Regions from separate parts of the Delphinus delphis genome. Here region 1 is linked to region 2. Evidence: chromatin contacts called from public Hi-C data. All regions are on one chromosome and are shown on one strand. Each heading gives the region's core, a stretch centred on a gene start, on an enhancer-like site or on the middle of the called end of the contact. The rest is flanking DNA. Distances are from core to core; before and after follow the strand shown.

Region 1 (4,683 bases), core at 401-2,900, 300 kb before region 2:
CTAAAGTACTTAGAACGGTGCCTGGCACATGACAAGAACTGTATAAGCGTTAGTTGTTATTGTTAGTAGTAGTAGGAAGAGTAACAGGAAGTGAGCATAGGTCTCCGACTCAGGACCGGAGTCCTTGGCATTGGAGAATCCCCACCGACATGTTCTGGGCCCTTAATATCCACGCACAGAACCTCTGAATTTGCTTCACCACTTTAGTCTCAGGGCACAATATTCATTCTCTGAGGGAGAGGACGGAATGCTACAAAGGCGGGAAAAGAGTAATGAAAGTTACAGCCAGGCCTGAATACGTCGAAGATACTGCCCAGGGGCGCGAGGAGCGGTCTGAGCGGACTCTGGGCTCAGGCAGCGCCGGGCGAGCAATCAAGAGCGCTGGGCCCCTCGGGGCCGCCAGCGAGGAGCCCAGGAAGAGCCGGGCCGAGGGCGGAGCTGGGAAGGTGAGGGGCGGCGAGCCCCGCGGACCGCGCCCCGCCAGGGCCAACTCACCCCTTGCCGCCGGCCCCGCCAGTCTTCGGCCGCTTTTTGCGACGCTTGCGGCCGGACTCAGAGCCCCCGTCGACGCCGGCATCTGCCCCAGACAAATAACGCTTCAGGTATTCGGCCTTTGAGAGCGGCGGAGCTGCCGCCATGGCAGCAGCGAAGGCGGGGAGACGGATCGACGCTGCGGACAAAATTCTTGAACGCGAAACGGAGAGCGAAGACTCTGGGAGGCGGGGCCAGGACCGGAAGTGAGGGAGGGTGTTTGGAACCGACAGGGAGTCTCGTGTGAGCTTTTGTGGGCTTACGAGGGGCACGCGCACGTTGCGGGCCCACTTCACATCCCTCTGACGTTACAATCGTGTTTCTCATCTTTGTCCATTCTGTCATTCAACAGACCGTGCAGCAAGCGCTGTTGTAGCCGCGAGGCTACAGCCACGACCCCAACAAGATCTCTGCCCCCAGCAGCTTCAGAAGGACCAGAGAGCAGTAGTTAGGTACGGGGGCTCTGGAGCTGCAGTGCAGCTTGAGTTTGAGTTCTGCTTCCATAACTTCCTAACTGTACGACCTTGGGCAACATACTTAACAAAATGGGGATAAAAATGACACCGAACCCAATGGTTGCAAGGACTAGGTTAATATTACTGTGTAAAGTGCTTTGAACAGCATCTGGCATAGTGTGTCAGTTATTTTTATTAGTATGTTTAGGTGGAGAGAAATCTGCTTTGATAGGCTTTCAAGAACTATTCAACAGGGCGCAGTGGTGGCGCAGTGGTTGAGAATCTGCCTGCTAGTGCAGGGGACACGGGTTCGAGCCCTGGTCTGGGAAGATCCCACATGCCGCGGAGCAACTGGGCCCGTGAGCCACAACTACTGAGCCTGCGCGTCTGGAGCCTGTGCTCCACAAGAGAGGCCGCGATGAAGAGTGGCCCCCGCTTGCCGCAACTAGAGAAAGCCCTTGCACAGAAATGAAGACCCAACACAGCCAAAAATAAATAAATAAAAAGCCAAGCATTTGAAGCCCTTTTAAAAAAAAAAAGAACTATTCAACAGAGGAATTCAGGAATTCCAAACCCAATATAATTACTATGAAAAATATGGAGGTTTCTAACCTATGTATCTTACCCACATTTGATATTTGTTGCCCCTAGCTATCTCTTGCGTATATTTCCAATGAAAATGACCTGGATCTATTTTCAACATGGCAAGAGAGAAGCTAGAGAGATTGAATTTTTTTTTTTTTTCATTCAGTGTTTTATTTTTTAAAACTCAGGTAATTTACTTTTTGGCCAGGCAGCATGCAGGATTTAGTTCACCAACCAGAGATGGAACCCGTGACCCCTGCAGTGGAAGCGGAGTCTTAACCACTGGACCGCCAGGGAAGTCCCTAGAGAGAGACTGAATTCTAATACTCAAGTTTAGGGAGAAGACTTTTCTTCCTGTGGGCATTAAGAGCTTTACTTGAATTATCTCATTTAACCCTCACATTTCTCAGATGCTTTTATTATCCTTACCTTACAGGTGAGAAAACTGAAGCTTGGAGAGGTTAAGTTGCCCAACTTCACACAGCCAGAACATATGACCCTTGGGAGCAGAGGCTAACAAAGTGGGGTGCAAGAGGTAATCCAAATTTCTTGAAAAAGAATTAGATTGCGTATTTTACTTATCTCACGATATGTTAAATTTTTGTCACGTTTTAAGGTTTATTAGTCAATAAAGTATTGTTATACTTTATAAATAAATACGCATATCTTGGAACACATGTTCAGAAAATATACATAAGAAAACAGGTTTGGAGGTCACTGCCCTGAAGCATGAACTTTTAACCACTGGGCTACACTGGGTGGTCACAGCACAGGCCCAGGAAGAAGAGCAGGCTGGGTCCCTCAGGGCCTATGAGAAGGGGGCACTGGACTGATAGGGCTTCACTAGCTGCAGGGCCCCACAGGTCTCCCATCCACAACCCTGCCTTGGCTTCTAGTACACTTCAGTGTATCTCAAGCTGAACTCCACAGCCCTGCCTCCACCCTGGTGTCAGCAGACATCAGGAATGTCTCATATTTCTGCTCCAGTGAACATTACCAGTATAGTCCTCTCCACCCCATCGCCTCCTGCCCATTTCTGTCTTCAGTTCCACCTCTACCCTTTCTACTCAGTACCAAACCTTAGCCTGACAAGACTAAGCTCAGGGCTTAACCCTGCCTCACAGGGCAGTTACGCAGGATCAAATGCATTCACGACCAGTGGCATGGTCTAAGTTTTGCCCTGTCTCTGCAGTTCCATCTAATAAAGCTAATGCCCCCACCTTCCCTGGCACTACCCAGACCCCTTCCCTGCTTGACATTCCTCCATAACATGGTGATTAATCTGACACTGTTCTACTTGTTGGTTTCTTGTCAACCCCCCACCCACTCTGTTTGCCAATTTTCCCCACTACACTTGAAGCTCCGTGAAAGCAGAGCTTTATTTTGTTCAGTTCTATGATGTGCCAGGCACAAAGCAAGCACTCAAACATCTATTGGAGGAATGAGTGAAATGCCAGCTCCAGTCCCCAAATTACAGTAGCCACACCGGAGAAAATGTTCTTCAGGAGGTTGAATTCTACCAGCATAACAAACAAGGACAGAGTGCAAAATAAAAATAAAATAATAATAAATAATAATAAAACAAGGACAGAGTGATTTCAGAGGCCAGTGCTGTTTGAAAGCCACCATTTTAATGAGAACTTCTTCACCTGTCCTAGACTCCCTCCCCTCAGAAGACTCTCTTCCTGTTGAGAGTCAGTATTTTATACACCCAAACCAACTTCCAAACTCCAGACGTAGCTGTCTTCACCTTCTCCAGCTCTTCAGAGTTCCAACTTGACATGAGAGAGCATTGTGTGGAGGGAGGGTAAAGACTTTATAGGAAAAAAATGACAATGACATGCCTGATGGTTCATTTCTGGGTTTCTTCGCAGGCCAATTCAAATCCTCCAAAACAAGGTCAAGTAACCCAAGAGGCTTGCGTTTCCGTCACAAACTGTTCAGAAATTGTGCTCAGATCTCTGACTCAGACCAGGTGTCCTCCCCACATGGGCAAGGCCTGGTAGGGAGGCCACTCCAGTCTTTTCCAATAGCAATAAATAACCCTGCGGTCTGAGCAGCACTGGAGGCTGGCCGGGAACCACCCACGGCTACCGCTGGGAAGCCAGACCTGTCTCATAGCCCTCCGTCTTCATGTCATTGAGCCCCAGTTCCTCGTTTTGGTCAAATGTGCGATTATAGTGCTCCACCTTCATCTCAGGATCATCTTCTGGTGCGTACACGTTCTGCAAGGCCAAGGACAGACCATCAGTGCCTGTGCCATCCTGCCACCCCCACCCCCCCAGACAGCTTCCAATTCCCACTTTCCCAGGACCTTAAGGAGGTGTTTATTCCTTTTTGTTTTGTTTTGTTTTTGGCTGCACGCCATGCGGGATCTTAATTCCCTGACCGGGGATTGAACGTGCGCCCCCTGCAGTGGAAGCAGAGTCCTAACCACTGGACCACCAAGGAAGTCCCTTTATTCTCTTTTTAAGGGCCTCCAACACCCCATGGCTAGGCTCAACTCGTGGGCAGCAACAGAACCCACATGGGCTAGAAGTGGGGCTGCAGGGAGAAAAACTTTCTATCTGCACCTTCTTACGAAGAGAGTAGCATAGTCTTAACAGTGGAGAGACCTTAGAACAGTTTTGCCTGACCCATAATAACTGCTCAATAAATGTTAAAGTTACTGTTAATCACCAGAGTATCTCCCTAGTCAGCTTAAAGCCTTTTCCCATCTTGGCCTCTGGACAAGGCACCATTTCTCCTCAATCCACAGTCAGATTTGCAAAATGAAAATGCCACTGCTGGACTTAGAGCTGGGACTCGAGCTAGACTAGAGGAAGAAGGAACCTGGGAGTCTCCTTTTTCCCCCTCTTGACACACACTTACAGTCCCATACACCTTCCCCCTTCCTCTCTTATGTTCCAATTTCTGCTAAAAGATTCCTTGATAAAAAGCAGTTCATTTAGAATTAAGTCTCTCAGTTTCTGGAGAAATGATACATATTTAAGGAAGGTCAGAAAAGATATCTCTGTGAAATACCAGGGAAGGTCTACAGTACCTGCAAGTAGCTGTTTCCTGCTGGATCATCCATAACAAAGTGGGCCTTCATGTTACCCTCAATGATCTA
Region 2 (4,551 bases), core at 1,067-3,566:
TCTCTGTCACAGATTTTTTTAATCAATATTTTGGTGTATCCAAGGGCTGTAAGATACAAAATTCTTTAAACCAGAGATACCATAAACCAGGCAACCAATTAAGTTCATAGAGTCTGTCCCCCAGAGGTCAGAGCAAAATAATCACAGGAGCTCGACGTGATTACTTAGGTGGGAGGGGGAGGCCGTGGCGAAAGGAAATACCAAAACAAGGAACAAGGCTCCAACAACTAGAGCTGTTTGTAAACATAAATTTGGCTTGGCTAACAGTAAACACAACTGGAAACACTCAGGGGTGCAGAGATGCACCAGAGTCTTGGCTCAGTCTACTCCCCGCCAGGGGGCTGAGAGGAGCACCAGGAAACCTGGCACTTTGGGATCTCATTCCGCTCAGACCTGCAGACTTGAGGCCCTCTGACAGACACTGACAGAAAGGCTGAAGGCGGCCCCCCCAGAGGAAGTGAAACTGACCAATCAATTTTCCACAGCCACCCCCCAAAGCCACCCTGCTAAGAAGGGCCCCTAACAGTCTGACAGAAAGGAGGGAAAAAGGGACTTCGGGTCATAAGTGAGCAGGAGACAAGGCAGAGGTAAGTCACTGCCTTCTGAAAGCAAGGGGCTGCCATAAGAGCAGAAACAAGGTAGGTGACAAGAACCAGAGGCTAGGCTGAGGAGGGGAGGGGAATTGACGCGGCTTTGGTAGGAAGCAGCAGCAGCTGTAACAGTTCTTCATTAGTCAGGGTGAGGGAAACACAAATTGCAGCTTTAAATATAATGAATGACTACATCTAAAGTATTCATTCAAGTGAGAGACGGAGCAAAGAAAGAAATCCGGAGTACAAATGGGCTTGTGAGTCCTGTCAAAATCAAACAATTCCTCCTCGGGTCTTCGATTCCAATACTCCCAATGAAGAAGACCACAGGAAAGAGCCAACCACATTTCCTCCAAAAATGAATTTTCTATGTAAAATATTAAACGGATATGGCTTCCTAACTGACCTTGCCCAATTGCACCACCACAGCTCCACAAATCCCTTGGGAACCAAAGGGCCCCATGAGTGTCTGGGTTCCTCACACACCTCCTCAGTCACCAGGCTTTCCCCTCACCACTGACAGCCCACTCTGGGCTCTATAAGGCCCACAGTTCTGGACCCTCCAACAACTAAATATAACCAGCAATCCAGCTCTCCCAAACTGTTTAACCCCTGAGTACCTAGGGCCACCACAAACCTGGGCCCCCCTTGGGCCTCTGTTCCCTGACCCCCTTCCTGCAGAAAAATAAAGTGCTTTTTTTCCTCCACATTTCCCCATTTTTTTCATCACCTCCTCCAATAATCCTGTCTGTCCTCAGACTCCCATTCCCACCATCTATCAGTCTTGGACGATCAAATGCTGATTGGTGCCTCTGTCAGAAGGTACCAGGTCCCTCATACCTCTCAGTACCCTGTACCCACCACATACCCCTGGGACGTGCCCCAGCTATCCTCGTTCCCCTCATAATCCCACATCTGCGGGCTGCCGGTTTCACCCGTTTTCCCCCCATCCTCCTGGTCCACATTTCCTATTCCCCTGCCCTCATTCCCTTAGGATTTCCTAACTGCTGGTTCCAGAGGCTTCTTAGCTTACTGCCTCCTGGCTCCGGGAGAGTTCCAAACCTCTTCTTTCCAATCATCCCTTCTACGACCCTCCGCACAGCCCAGGGAGCCCCCTCCCCATCCCCGGCTCCCTAGCTCCCCAGGTCCCCGCGCTCAGTGGCCCCCTGCGTCCCCTCTGCCGTGCAATTACCCTCTCCCGGGTCCCCCGGTGTCCCCCACCTTCTGCTCGCCCTCTCCGCACTCTCGCTCGACAGCCCCCTACCCGTTTCCCCGGTCCCCAACGCTCTCCCGAGCCCCGCTCCCGCGCCGACCCCTCAGCCTCGGTGTCGCGGGGCTCTCCTGCGCCCTCAGCACTCGGACGGTCCCGGGCCGCGCAGCCCCGCCGCCGCCCGGTCCCACCGCGCCACTACCTTGGCCTTGGTGACGAGGTGCGTGGCCCGCTTGACCACAGCGAAGTTGCCCTTGCCGATGGTGCGGTCGATCTCGTAGTAGCCGATGCGGGCAGGCACCGGCCCGCGGGAGGCCGGGGCTGAGGGACGCGGCGGGCCAGCCGCCGGGGGCACAGCAGCGGGGGCAGCCGGGGGCCCCGAGGCGGGCGGAGGCAGCAGGCGGCCCGCCGGCCCGGCTCCCCCCGCTCCGGCCCCGGCAGCCCCGCCAGCTCCGCTCGCCGCCGCCGCCGCCATCTTGTTGTGCAGTGAAACCTCCGGGGCCGCGGGGAGCCGGCGGGGGGAGGGGGGGAGGGGGCAGAGGGGCGGGAAAAGAGGTTGGGGGGAGCCTGGGGACGTCACTCCGGGAGGCGGAGCGCCCGCGCCGCCGGGGCCTGGCGCCATGGCAACCGCTCGTCACGTGCCGACGCGCGTCACTGCCTAGAGCCATGGCAACCGTGACCTCACCGGCGAGCTCGACCTTCCCGCGTGGGCACGGTTCCTCGGGTGTCGGCTCCCGGGTGCCCCCCTTCGGGGAGGAGACAGTGGGCACCGCCAGTGTGCCAGCAGGTTCCAAGCCGCCGCAGCGTTGCCGGAGCCGGGGGGTGCTTATGCCTGACCCAAACCCGCCCTCGATCCCCCCGGAACAGCGAATGTGACCCCTAGTGTGACCTCTGTCCCAGTTCGGCAATCACCCAGGCTCCTTTAAAACAAAGTATTTCCTCATCACCAGAAATATTAGCACTGTCCCACTTTAGCCCTTGAGGCCCCAAAGGCAGGAATAGCTACAGTATCGAAGCAACTGTAACCAAGTCGGAAGCGAGGCAGGGGAATTCTTCAGTAAAATTCCTTCCTCTTAAAAAACCCAACTCACCCGGTACAACCACTCTAATTGTCACCGAATGTAGAGGAATGGGGAAATTAGGATTTGCGTGCTCAAGGGCGGAGAAACCAGCCCAAACACGCATTCCAGTCATTGGGTGGGTGAGGGCCAGAGCAGGGACGTCATTTTCCTTCCTCCCACCCCGTCTCTGAATAAGTCTATAGCTAGATGATTGTCAAAGAAGTGCCTGCGTCCTATTTCTGTCACTTGTAGAACCCTGATGAAGCAGTGGTGCACGTCATGGTTAAATGCGTTACGTCTGTTGGGCAAAATAAGTAAATAATAAAATAAAAATTCACCCTTACCAGCGACTCTCCAAGGACATTAAAGGTGATCAAATCAAATTCCAGTAGTAAATCTCATATCCCTTTTTCTTCTCTCCTGTGTTATCTGCTATTCCACACCCTCCAGAGCCCTCACTATCTCCCGGGTTTCCCCCTCTTTCCCCCCCACCCTTTATTAAGTAGATGGGCTTTAACAGCTTCAGGTAGGGCCGGGGAGGGGTAGGCTACTGGACTGTCAATAACGAGATGGTCTGGTCAGGCAAGTGGGGAGGAGGGAAGGCTGTGAGCACTCCAATGCTGAAATGTATTCCTCCTTCCAGTCCTGACCCCTCCACATCTATGTCTCTCCTGATGGCAGAACTGTGTTGTCAGGTCACTGCATGTACAATATTAAAAACTGACACCCAGGGCACTGTGAATGTATGAGAAGCAGAGCCCCTATTTACTCTCTCTGACCAAAAGATATTTACTAGCTCTCTGATTCCCCATCTGACTATGAATAATGGCTGGGACTAGGACAGGACAGGGAGGTCATTCCACAATTGCCTTGAATCAATTCCCTGGTTGCTGTTCCAAATTACCAGCACAATTAACACTAATTGGCTTCTTTACTAGCAAATAAGGATAAGGATGAAGTGGTCCTCAGCTTCTTGCAGTGGTTAAGCCGTTTCATTGGTTGAGCTCATTCAATTGCATATAAATGATGGCATGTGGCCAGCCTCTCATCACTTTGACCCTAATCACCTGCCTCGAACAGGGACTGTATATTAACTTTGGTGCTGGGCCCCAGGGTCCCAGTTATACTATCTCCTTAAGGAAAGGAGGAGGATGGGGGTCTCAACAGAAAACTTATGAGCAGTAAGGCAAGGGGGAAAACTCTTTTGCTCCGAGGGCTGCAAGAGCAGCACAGAAACCATTCTCGTAACAACTTTACAGCCTCTCCTCCACCCATGGAGATCATCTGAACATCAGGTACAGCAACTTCTGCTGCTCTCTGGAGGGTGTCAAAAACAAAGAAGCCTCTGGGGAGAAACTAGAAAATGGAGCATTGGTCTAACTTCCCAGAAGAAGAGGCAGGCAGATCACTCTTGTCCCTAGTAATGGCCAGAATGTGTATGCTGTGTATTATGTGATTTATGCTCTGTGCCTGTATGGATAGAGGCCAGTAGATGCTGTGTCCTATTGAGACTTGGACAAAGACTTGCTGGAGATTTCTCTGAAGAGTCCTCTTTGGTGAGAATAATATAGAAAATTAGGGAGGGGATTGATGAACGAAGATCATCAGGGAAAAAGGAAAACAGTTTAGATGTATGTATTTAATAATTATTTGTCGAATACCAAGAACCGAGTTAAATTTGGGAGGAACT

What was found. Hi-C and Micro-C count contacts between places; a contact is called where the count stands out from the background.
Region 1: a contact with region 2 is called in a Hi-C map of muscle, with 6 times the contacts expected there. The contact joins the promoter of BUD13 here to the promoter of SIK3 in region 2. A contact is called at or near these places in 2 of 3 Hi-C or Micro-C datasets (lung and muscle).

Annotation. Positions count from the first base shown.
Region 1 is chr8:17,535,182-17,539,864 of mDelDel1.2, reverse strand. It overlaps BUD13 (BUD13 homolog), which reads right to left and starts at 1,650. Exons shown (of 10, transcript XM_060017910.1): 1 at 496-1,650. The coding sequence starts at 638. ZPR1 (ZPR1 zinc finger) reads right to left here. Exons shown (of 14, transcript XM_060017911.1): 13 at 4,615-4,680; 14 at 2,963-3,796. The coding sequence ends at 3,662.
Region 2 is chr8:17,232,235-17,236,785 of mDelDel1.2, reverse strand. SIK3 (SIK family kinase 3) reads right to left here and starts at 2,316. Exons shown (of 24, transcript XM_060017905.1): 1 at 2,003-2,316. The coding sequence starts at 2,275.